Linked DNA regions of Triticum aestivum: region 2 is linked to region 1. The links are chromatin contacts, called in public Hi-C maps. All regions are on one chromosome and are shown on one strand. The core of a region is the stretch at or near the end of the contact, and the rest is flanking DNA. Distances in the headings are between cores, read along the strand shown. Region 1 holds the start of LOC123190260 (mannosyl-oligosaccharide 1,2-alpha-mannosidase MNS1). Region 2 holds the start of LOC123190261 (60S ribosomal protein L7-2).

What was found. A called contact is a pair of places that touch in the nucleus more often than the background predicts.
Region 2: a contact with region 1 is called in a Hi-C map of leaf, with 6 times the contacts expected there. The contact joins the promoter of LOC123190261 here to the promoter of LOC123190260 in region 1. A contact is called at or near these places in 3 of 5 Hi-C or Micro-C datasets (all in leaf).

What each region holds. Positions count from the first base shown.
Region 1 is chr2A:688,779,113-688,783,499 of IWGSC CS RefSeq v2.1, forward strand. LOC123190260 (mannosyl-oligosaccharide 1,2-alpha-mannosidase MNS1) reads left to right here and starts at 1,846. Exons shown (of 14, transcript XM_044602871.1): 1 at 1,846-2,171; 2 at 3,728-3,775; 3 at 3,888-4,058; 4 at 4,147-4,259. The coding sequence starts at 2,010.
Region 2 is chr2A:689,314,465-689,318,926 of IWGSC CS RefSeq v2.1, forward strand. It overlaps LOC123190261 (60S ribosomal protein L7-2), which reads right to left and starts at 2,506. Exons shown (of 9, transcript XM_044602872.1): 1 at 2,411-2,506; 2 at 2,020-2,056; 3 at 1,307-1,482; 4 at 622-801; 5 at 43-140. The coding sequence starts at 2,506.

The DNA of each region.
Region 1 (4,387 bases), core at 596-3,095:
AGTGTGGTTGGATCCATGTGATGGTGCCACAATAGAAGTTTATCTAGAAGTAATGCACATAGATCAAAATTAAGAATGCCATATAATAGGTTAGCCATATACAGTTTGCTATGAGCCATTCAAAATCTAGGTGTGGTGCTGCTAAATCTCGCATCGTGCATAACAAAACACAATTTTGAGGGTGCACTATTTGGTTGGAACTTGTACATCATGCAAGAATTCGTAATCTGAACCTAAAAAACAAATAGAAAAGCAAAAATAGACATTATCGCAAGAATTCAAAAGTGGTTGCGGGTGAGTTTGCGATTCAGCACTTTTAGTCTTACTACGGACAAGTTTCCTCAGTAATCTGCGTTTATTTCTTTGGAACTATGTGCCCCTAGAAGCAGTTGTTAAGTAATATGATGCATGCTAACACTATATATTCAGTTCTTGCTGCCCACTACTGAATTAGCACGACTCCGCCATGCATTAGCACGACTCCACCATGCACCAGCATGTTCAGTTCTTGCTGCCCACTACTTCTGATGACTAAATCAGGACAATGCCCAAACAAAATATCACATTTTTTCATGTAAATATATAGATGTATGCTGACTTCCAACAAAGTTCAGAGCCTTCTACTCATCATCACTTGCAGACAAACTATAATGAATACAAAGGAACAATTTACCAAATGACTTACTGAGACAACTAAATAGACTCGGGAATATGTGCCCAGGTATTTAGTCCAAACGTGATTTTGTTTCTAAAACCTCCTTTAAGCACCGTCACTCAAAGATCCTAGTAAACATATAGAATCCATGGAAAACGTCACCTTAATCGACTGCATGAGTATGGCCTCGTCCTCGAATCTGAGCTCTGCATCAAAGCCATCAAAGAAACCAATGAGACAAAAAACCACAGCAAGGGAAGGGAGAGGCGTTGGGAGTGGGAGTAGCGAATGAGCATTTGGGACAACAAAGCCGAGGGCGAAGTGATCCACTCCTCCCAGTGCACCGATGCCCTCATCGACGAGACAAAGGGGGTAATAAGAGAGGGGACAGAGGGAGAGGGGGAGAAGATAGAGGCAAACCTGAACCACCTCAACCTCGTTGCTCCTGGTGCTCCGGTCGGCGAGCCTCCCTCCATGGCCGACCTCGCCCCCATTCGCCGCAGCACGACCTCCTTACTCCTACTTCTCAGGACAACGAGCCTTCCTCCATGGAGACCCCACTGCTTTTGCCCGCAGGTGCTGACCTTCTGCACAACCCAAGCCCGACCCGGGTGCCGCCATAAGCGACAGGGCGACGACGTCCTTCCCTGCCTCGTACTGGATCCGCGACAGCCGGTGAAGGCGCCGGGGCAATGGTGGGGAAGCAGGAGCAAAGGGGACGAGCACGCACACGCAAGGAGAAGACGCGCCGACGCAAGGGCGAGCGGAGGCGGCGAGACAAGGGCGTGAGGGCAAGCGGAGGCGGCGGCGCGACAGGAAGAGTGCGAGCGCGAGTGCGGGAGTGCTAGGTCACACCCATGTCGTTATTGGATATTTTTCCAACCATGTGAAATGACGGAAATACCTTTGGCGGGGCACTGAATTTACAGGCAGTGGCACGAACGAGAGGAACTATTCATTGCTAAAGCATCCAGTTTTGATCCGGCGGTCCAGATTGTCTGGAGGTTAGATCGAACGGTCCAAAACGCATCAAAAATCGAGATGAACGGCCGGATGTGCGAAATCGCTGTGAGCGCTCGGGGGCTTTGTCTTTTTTGTTTCTCGATTTTTCTCGATTGAAGTGGTTATTTACCGGAAGTAGAGTAGGGCCCACATTGAGCGATGACCGCCGAGACCCTCAAACTGTCAAACACTGACGGACAGAGTAAACACTGAAACACACACATCCACGCGGGGACAGCACGACCGACCCGCACGCACACGCGCGCGGCCCCGGCGACGTCACCGGAGGGAGACGGCGACGAGCTTCGGTCCCCACGACCTCCTCGCCGGAGCGCCCTAGGCGGCCTCCGCCATGGCTCGCCGGTCGTCGTCCTCCTCCTCGTCCGGGGCGTGGCGGTACCTCAACCCCGCCTACTACCTCAAGCGGCCCAAGCGCCTCGCGCTCCTCTTCTTCGTCTTCGTCGCCGCCACCTTCGCCTTCTGGGACCGCCAATCGCTCGTCAGCGAGTACGAGGTGCGCTCCCCCCGTCTCGCCCCTGGAGAATTCTCCCCTGATCCGGGTCGGAACCGCGGGGATCTGATTGAATTTGGTTCTTGCGGCCAAGTAGCTTCGAATTCGTCGCGGCGCTGGTTGGGCGCTGGATCTGGGTTTAGCGATGACTTGTGGTTTGAGCCGTCGGGATAAATGGGTTTAGGCTTGTCTGCCTATCTGGGGTTCATTTGGGAGAGATTGTGCCGAGGATCTGGCAGTCCGGTTGAATCTTGACGCTTTTGTCTGAGATTTGATCTTTTGAGCGAGTGGATCTTATGAGGGGCCACTAGGCTATAGCTCAACTATACGTGTGTAACGATTATTGGTATTAGTTTAGATTTCTTTCCAGCTTTGACTGTAAATTTGGCGAAGAATTGTATGTCTTTACAATCCTAGAATTAGTGGGATGAATATGGGTACAGTGAGGTACTTTAGCAGCTTAGAATTTTCTCAGGCGGGGAGACCTTAACTGTTTTAGTTAATCCGGGGAAATAATCCAGACCTTGCCATGTTTCTCAATTACTACATGGTGTAGATTTGGAGAACATAATACTAGTTGGAACATTATTATACATGGCACATGCAACTTTATGATTGTGGTTTGTAGTGAAACTGTTCATTGAATAGCTGTTGTATTCTGAGGAGTGACTGTAACTCTGATTGCCCTATTATGTTAGTATAGTCATATAGAGACTCATATTGGTTTAAGCTTGGCAAGATACAAATGTTCATTGGGACTTGTTATGAGTAATTAAATAATTTGGTGGATGCGAGTATGCGACACGTGAGCTGTACTATTTATACTACCGTTTGTTAGATATGCTAGTTAAGTTGATCCAGTTCTCAGTAATCGGATGAGTGAAATCTGAATTGGATGTAAGGTTGATATCCCATCTGCTAGTTAGAAATGCTATTTATTTGGTCTTTTCTCTATTGTAGTGCCCTTCTTGTGTGAGAGTGAATGAAGGTATAGTATTCAGTCAAGAAATTTTCGTAACGGCTCATGTATTTGACGTCATCACGGATGGCAAGGTATAGTGTGGCATTAGATTATTGTAGTTCATTGCCACTGTTACTGTGATCAGTAGGTATAGTTGGGCGTTGCGTGTGTATGGCTGTTGTGACATATTATTTGATTTAATTCGACTAATATAAATCTTTCTTAAATATGCATATACCTCTTACATTCCTATATCACTTGAGTTCCTTGTCAAATGTAAAGCTTAAGAACCTGAGCATCACTATAATTAGCGCTATCCAAAAGCAGCATGTGGCCAAGTTGAATTGTGCTTGTTGGCATGATAACTATGGCTGCTAAATGTGAATGAATAAGGATGAGGTTTTGGGATGCACTTGATAAATGTGTTCTTGCCGCTTCATTTAATTGGTACCATCTGTACTCCGTAGACATGCAGTTCAGCTTCTTTTTTTTTTTTTTGAAGAAAGGCATCGACTGTCATTTTATATTTCATTATTCATTGCTTGTTTTTCAACCTTATTTACTGTATTAATCTAATTTCTGTTTTCCTGTGTTGCAGTCTGAGATTTCCCAATTACAAAATGAAATAAATCAGTTGCATGGTCAGGTATGTACTATTGCAATATTTGTAACTTCCATGCTGGTTTACTTTCTTTCTTCCTTTTAATCAACATTATTCTTTTTCCTTTGAAAATTTAGCGCATTTTCTGTCTATGTAGTTAAGGAAGGCTGGTGTTCAACTGGAGGAAAATCCAGCAACTGAAATTCCCAGAAAAGATCTTGTAGAGATTGATCCTATTAATAATGAAAGGAGGGAAAAGGTTAAGGATGCTATGCTCCATGCCTGGAATTCCTATGTAAAGTATGCATGGGGAATGGATGAGCTTCAGGTATTTTAGTAATTCTGCTCTATAATTTGTTTTCATTTTCAATTTGTCTTGAAAAACTCCACAATGTTTTCGTTCTTCACCTTTTCAGCCGCAATCAAAGAATGGTGTTAATAGCTTTGGTGGTCTCGGGGCAACTCTTGTGGACTCGCTAGATACACTGTATATAATGGGCCTAAGAGATGAGTTTCAGAAGGCCAGAGAGTGAGTTCCACTTGTATTGAACCATGCAGAGATTTCAAAATGCTGCAGCTGGTTCTTTCGTTTCATCTATTACCAAAATTAGCATTTGATTTTAGTTTGCTTTTATGAAAGTTCAGTTCTGTACACGA
Region 2 (4,462 bases), core at 1,256-3,755, 540 kb after region 1:
TCAATGCAGATAGCAATGATCAAGTGGCAAGTGATGCCTTACCCACGGATACGGACGACAAACAGCAGCTTTGCCTCAGGACTGACATAGAACCCACCCTTCATCCGGGCCTCACGCTTAAGTTGCACCAGCTCCTTGTCCTGCTCACAACACCCACATTAGCATATATGGTACTCCATCAGAGTTTTCGTTCGTTACTGAGCACGTTTATTAATGATTCCATCGGGCAGAAACACCAACATGTCAATGATCAATCGAGCTAGATTAGATGTTGGACTACAGAAAAACAAACTGAATCTGAAGGAATTAAACACAGCTAACACTACTATACGTGGATATCAGTTGACTCGCAGTAATGCACAGCACAAAAGCATACAAAAATGGACAGGTATGAACAAATCTTGCATATAGAACTGCTAAACTCCGATCACTCCTTTTCCCTACCGACCGACGACAAGTAAAGCATACGTAGTTGATACAGTCCAAATTCGACTTGGCACGGCCCCAAAACCTAATCAGCGGTACAACCGCACACCGCACGTTTGCAACACACGAATACAATCCACATCCACGAGCGAGCAAGGGACATTGGATCGAGCGAGAGATGGGCGGCGATCTGACCTGAGCCTCATACTCCCCGGCGTACTGCTTGGCGCGGGCGTAGATGACCTTGGTGTTCTCCGCGTCCTTCTTCTTCTCGTCGGCGACCTTCTGCTTCTTCGCGGCGGCCCAGACCTCTCCCCTCTTCCTCTTGAAGTTCACCGACTCCGGCACCGGCACCTTCGCCGCCTCGGAGGCCATCTGCGCGGACGCAGTCAACAACGGATCCTTCAGGCTTAGATCGAGAAGGGGAGGGGACGGCGGCGGGTTCGGGCAACCGGTGCTTACCTCGACGAGCTGCGCTTCGTGGGAGAGGAGACGGCGAGGGTATGGGGAGAGGCGGCGGCGGTGACGGGGTTGAGTGCGCGGATTAAGTAGCAGGGGTTTGGCTTGCTAGGGTTCGGGAGGCGGATCCGACGGTCGCGAGTGGCTTGATGTGCACGTGGATGGAGATGGGGTATGCAGGGCCCGGGTAATGGCATACGGGCTTTTGTGGGCTTTGGGCCCCTGTTTCGTTTGCAGTTGTTACCAAATATTTTGTTCTTATTTCTCAAAAAAAAATTGTTCTTTTTTCCACTTGATGATGATGAAGAGCGAGCGAATGGGTTTTCCAGTACTTTGAGCGACTGGGGAGGAAACCCAGAAAAAACTAAACCTGCACTCCCTTCATAAAAAAATATATATAAGTGTTTAGATAACTACTTACACAGGGAGTAACTTTTGTTAGCCTATGAAGGCAGATTTCGACTTCGCCGCTGAGACGACTTCCGACGTCGGTGTAACCAATGTTTTTGCAATATAGTATACTTCCTACGATCCTAAATATAAGTTGTTTTGGTAGTTCGAGGGAGTACTTGGATTTGAACCATTTGAATGCAACCCCTAAAAAAATGAACGCAATATGTACAAAAAAGAATCAAATATTCTCAAAAAAGAAGAGCAAAACAAATTGATGATTTTTGCAGGCACAAACGAAAGTTCATTTGAATGCACATGGGGATGTTCTACGATGCATTTTGTAAAATAGTAACCATTAAAGCGAGTTGCTTTGAAAGGTTTCCATAATTCGCTAAAGTAATATAAAAGTTTATCACAAGTACAAAGCATCTTAAATATAATAAAAATTACTACAGACACCAAAACAAGCCGTCAACGCGTCGTTGTCGCCACTACCCTACCGGAGTTGACTTGACATTGTTGATGACAGCCGGAGAATTTTCATGCACATGCCCCTAAGATTCAGTGTCCTGGATCAACATACCTAGTGGTTGAAGCATTTATCTCTATACTTATAAAACATTGTTTTCTCTAGCCAGAGATGAATTGCTATCGCATGAGTATGCACACTAAACTCAATCTAACATCTGGACTTAGCCTAATTCGTTCTATCTTTGCACTTAGCAATTTACATTAACTGACCGTACCCCACCGTTAAGGGAAATATGAAACTCCACCCCTGGTCAATTAGGAAACTAATCACATGCACATTCTATTAGAAAACAGACCACGAGTGCATCTATTTAGGAAACTAATTATCATCTCCTATGGGGACTCGCGAGTCGTCTGCCACCACCACGCACGTGAACCACGGTGGGGGACGCGCAAGGAGGAGTTGCGGCTTCCTCCGGGCACACGCGTGTCTTTGCTGCCTTCATTTTCTGCCCGGAGGCCAGGGCGCTCTTCTGTCGCGGCTGCGGCAACTCCATCCAAGTCTAGGGCATACTCTTCGACAACCTCCGCCGCCACATCGCCAACAACATCTGCGTTGGCTTCAGCTCCGTCCGCAGCACCCACTCCGACAACCACCCACCACCGACGCCCTCCAAGTCCAGTCGTCGAACGTCATTCCTATCGCGATGCAGAAGGTGTCATCATTAACGTTCTTGTCGTCGTATGACTGGGCCATCAAGGACCTCCTGCAATTCTTCCTGCGTGCACCATCGAGGGCATCAATCGTCTATCACAAATCAATCAGGTGAACGTTTAATTCGTTTTGGGTGATTTCTGAGCTTTGCACGACTAATACTCCACTTTTTGCACTTGGTGGTGGGGTCAGATCTTGGTGGTGACGTGCGAGAAACATTTTTGGTACGGGAAGAAATTGATATTCCGAGTTTAATTAACATTTTATAATTCATTTGGGAAATAGATGTGATCTGGAGCATGAAAAATATTCCCATATATAGATGAAATGAGACAGATTTTAAGAATGTGTTTGTTTAGACCTGTATAGTTACAGTGAGGTTCATATTTGGACCAAGATGGATTTAAAAGTTAAATACATACATAAGTTTGGCCAGTTGATAAATTTGAATTCACTATCCCTCATAAAACGTATGTTCACTGGGTGTCACTGTATTCTTCGAGTTTTGCTGAAAACACTTGTTAATATTTGATCCTCGATAGTGAAGTTAGTTTCTTCATATGTTGGACATGCCACAAAAGTTGGTAGGCAGAAAACATTAGCAAAAAAAAAAAAATCCTGTGGGTACCACTAGCTCCAAGCGGGTTTGCTCTGCTTGAAGCGGAGATGTCAGTATATGGAAAACAAATTTTACCTGTAGATTTTTCATCTAAAATTAGGTGCATACTGTATTGCTGCACATAGGTACGCAGTAAACCTCATCTGTACTCAGTTGTCCAGGAGGATTACGGGCCAGTTCTTTTCGGCGATTCTCCCAGAATCACCCCCCTCCCCAGCTTCTCCCAGAATCATCACTTTATTTTTTTTTACAATCCTATCTAGTTAAGGTCTAATTAGCTAGGATTGTAAAAAAAATATATGGAGTGATTCTAGGAGAAGCTGAGGAGAGGGGTGATTCTGATAGAATTGCCTAAAAGAACTGACCCTACATATAGGGAGCAGAACAGACGAGGGAATACCCACGCACACGCTACAGATCCTATATTCTAGGAGAGGTGGACTACCTCGTGTACAATACATACAACGCAGTATACAGAATACATGTATATCTCAATCTTGCACAACTTCAATTTTCTAAAGGAAAAAAAAACAAATGCTCCACTAGTTAGTCATGTTTGCAGGGTGCATCACTGCAATTAAACTTTTCAGTTTGTAAGGTAGATTTTTTTTTCAAAACTGTGATGGTTTTTATAGCAAATTCAGAATCTATACGTCCTCACGCAAGAAAATCAAAACTAGCGTCCTGTCGGTCTCCAGTTGGCCGAAGAGAGACTCTTCGGTCTGCGGTTGACCGAAGTGGGCTCTTCAGCCTCTCATTGGCTAAAGAGTACCCCAACTGGGTCGAAAAAGACTTTTTGTCAACCGTAGGCCGAAGAATACCCTTTGGGGCCCAAGGCCTACCATAGGAAGAGCGCAACCATGTAGTTTCGGCCTCCCGTTAACGCGAAAAGTTGGGGCCCAAGGATCATGACCAAAAAGTGCTCTTCGGCCTACGGCAGACCAAAGAGTCCTTTTCGGCCCGGTTGGGACACTCTTCGACCAATGGGAGGTTGAAGAGGGGAGCTCCTGTTTGGCGCCCTCAGCGCCCCTTAAGCTAGTTGGCGCTCGCAGGGACCTGTAGTGAGCCGGCCCATTAACTTGCACTGAAGCACAGCGAAATGCAAAAGATAAGAAAACAAAAAGACAAATTGTTTATATTTGTGACTAGCAGGTTTCGAACCGCGAACACGACCATGGAAACCATAGTCGGTAACCACTAGGTCGACCTCATTTAGTTGTCTAACATTTGGAAGTAGCGTTATTTGAACTTACTTTAGTTAATATATTGACCCTTTTCCTTTTGCGAGTAACATATACTATTATGAAAAACGAAAGAATAACTTTCATAATATGAAAACGTTTGTGAAATAAAAAATGTTCACGAATTTTGAAGAACAA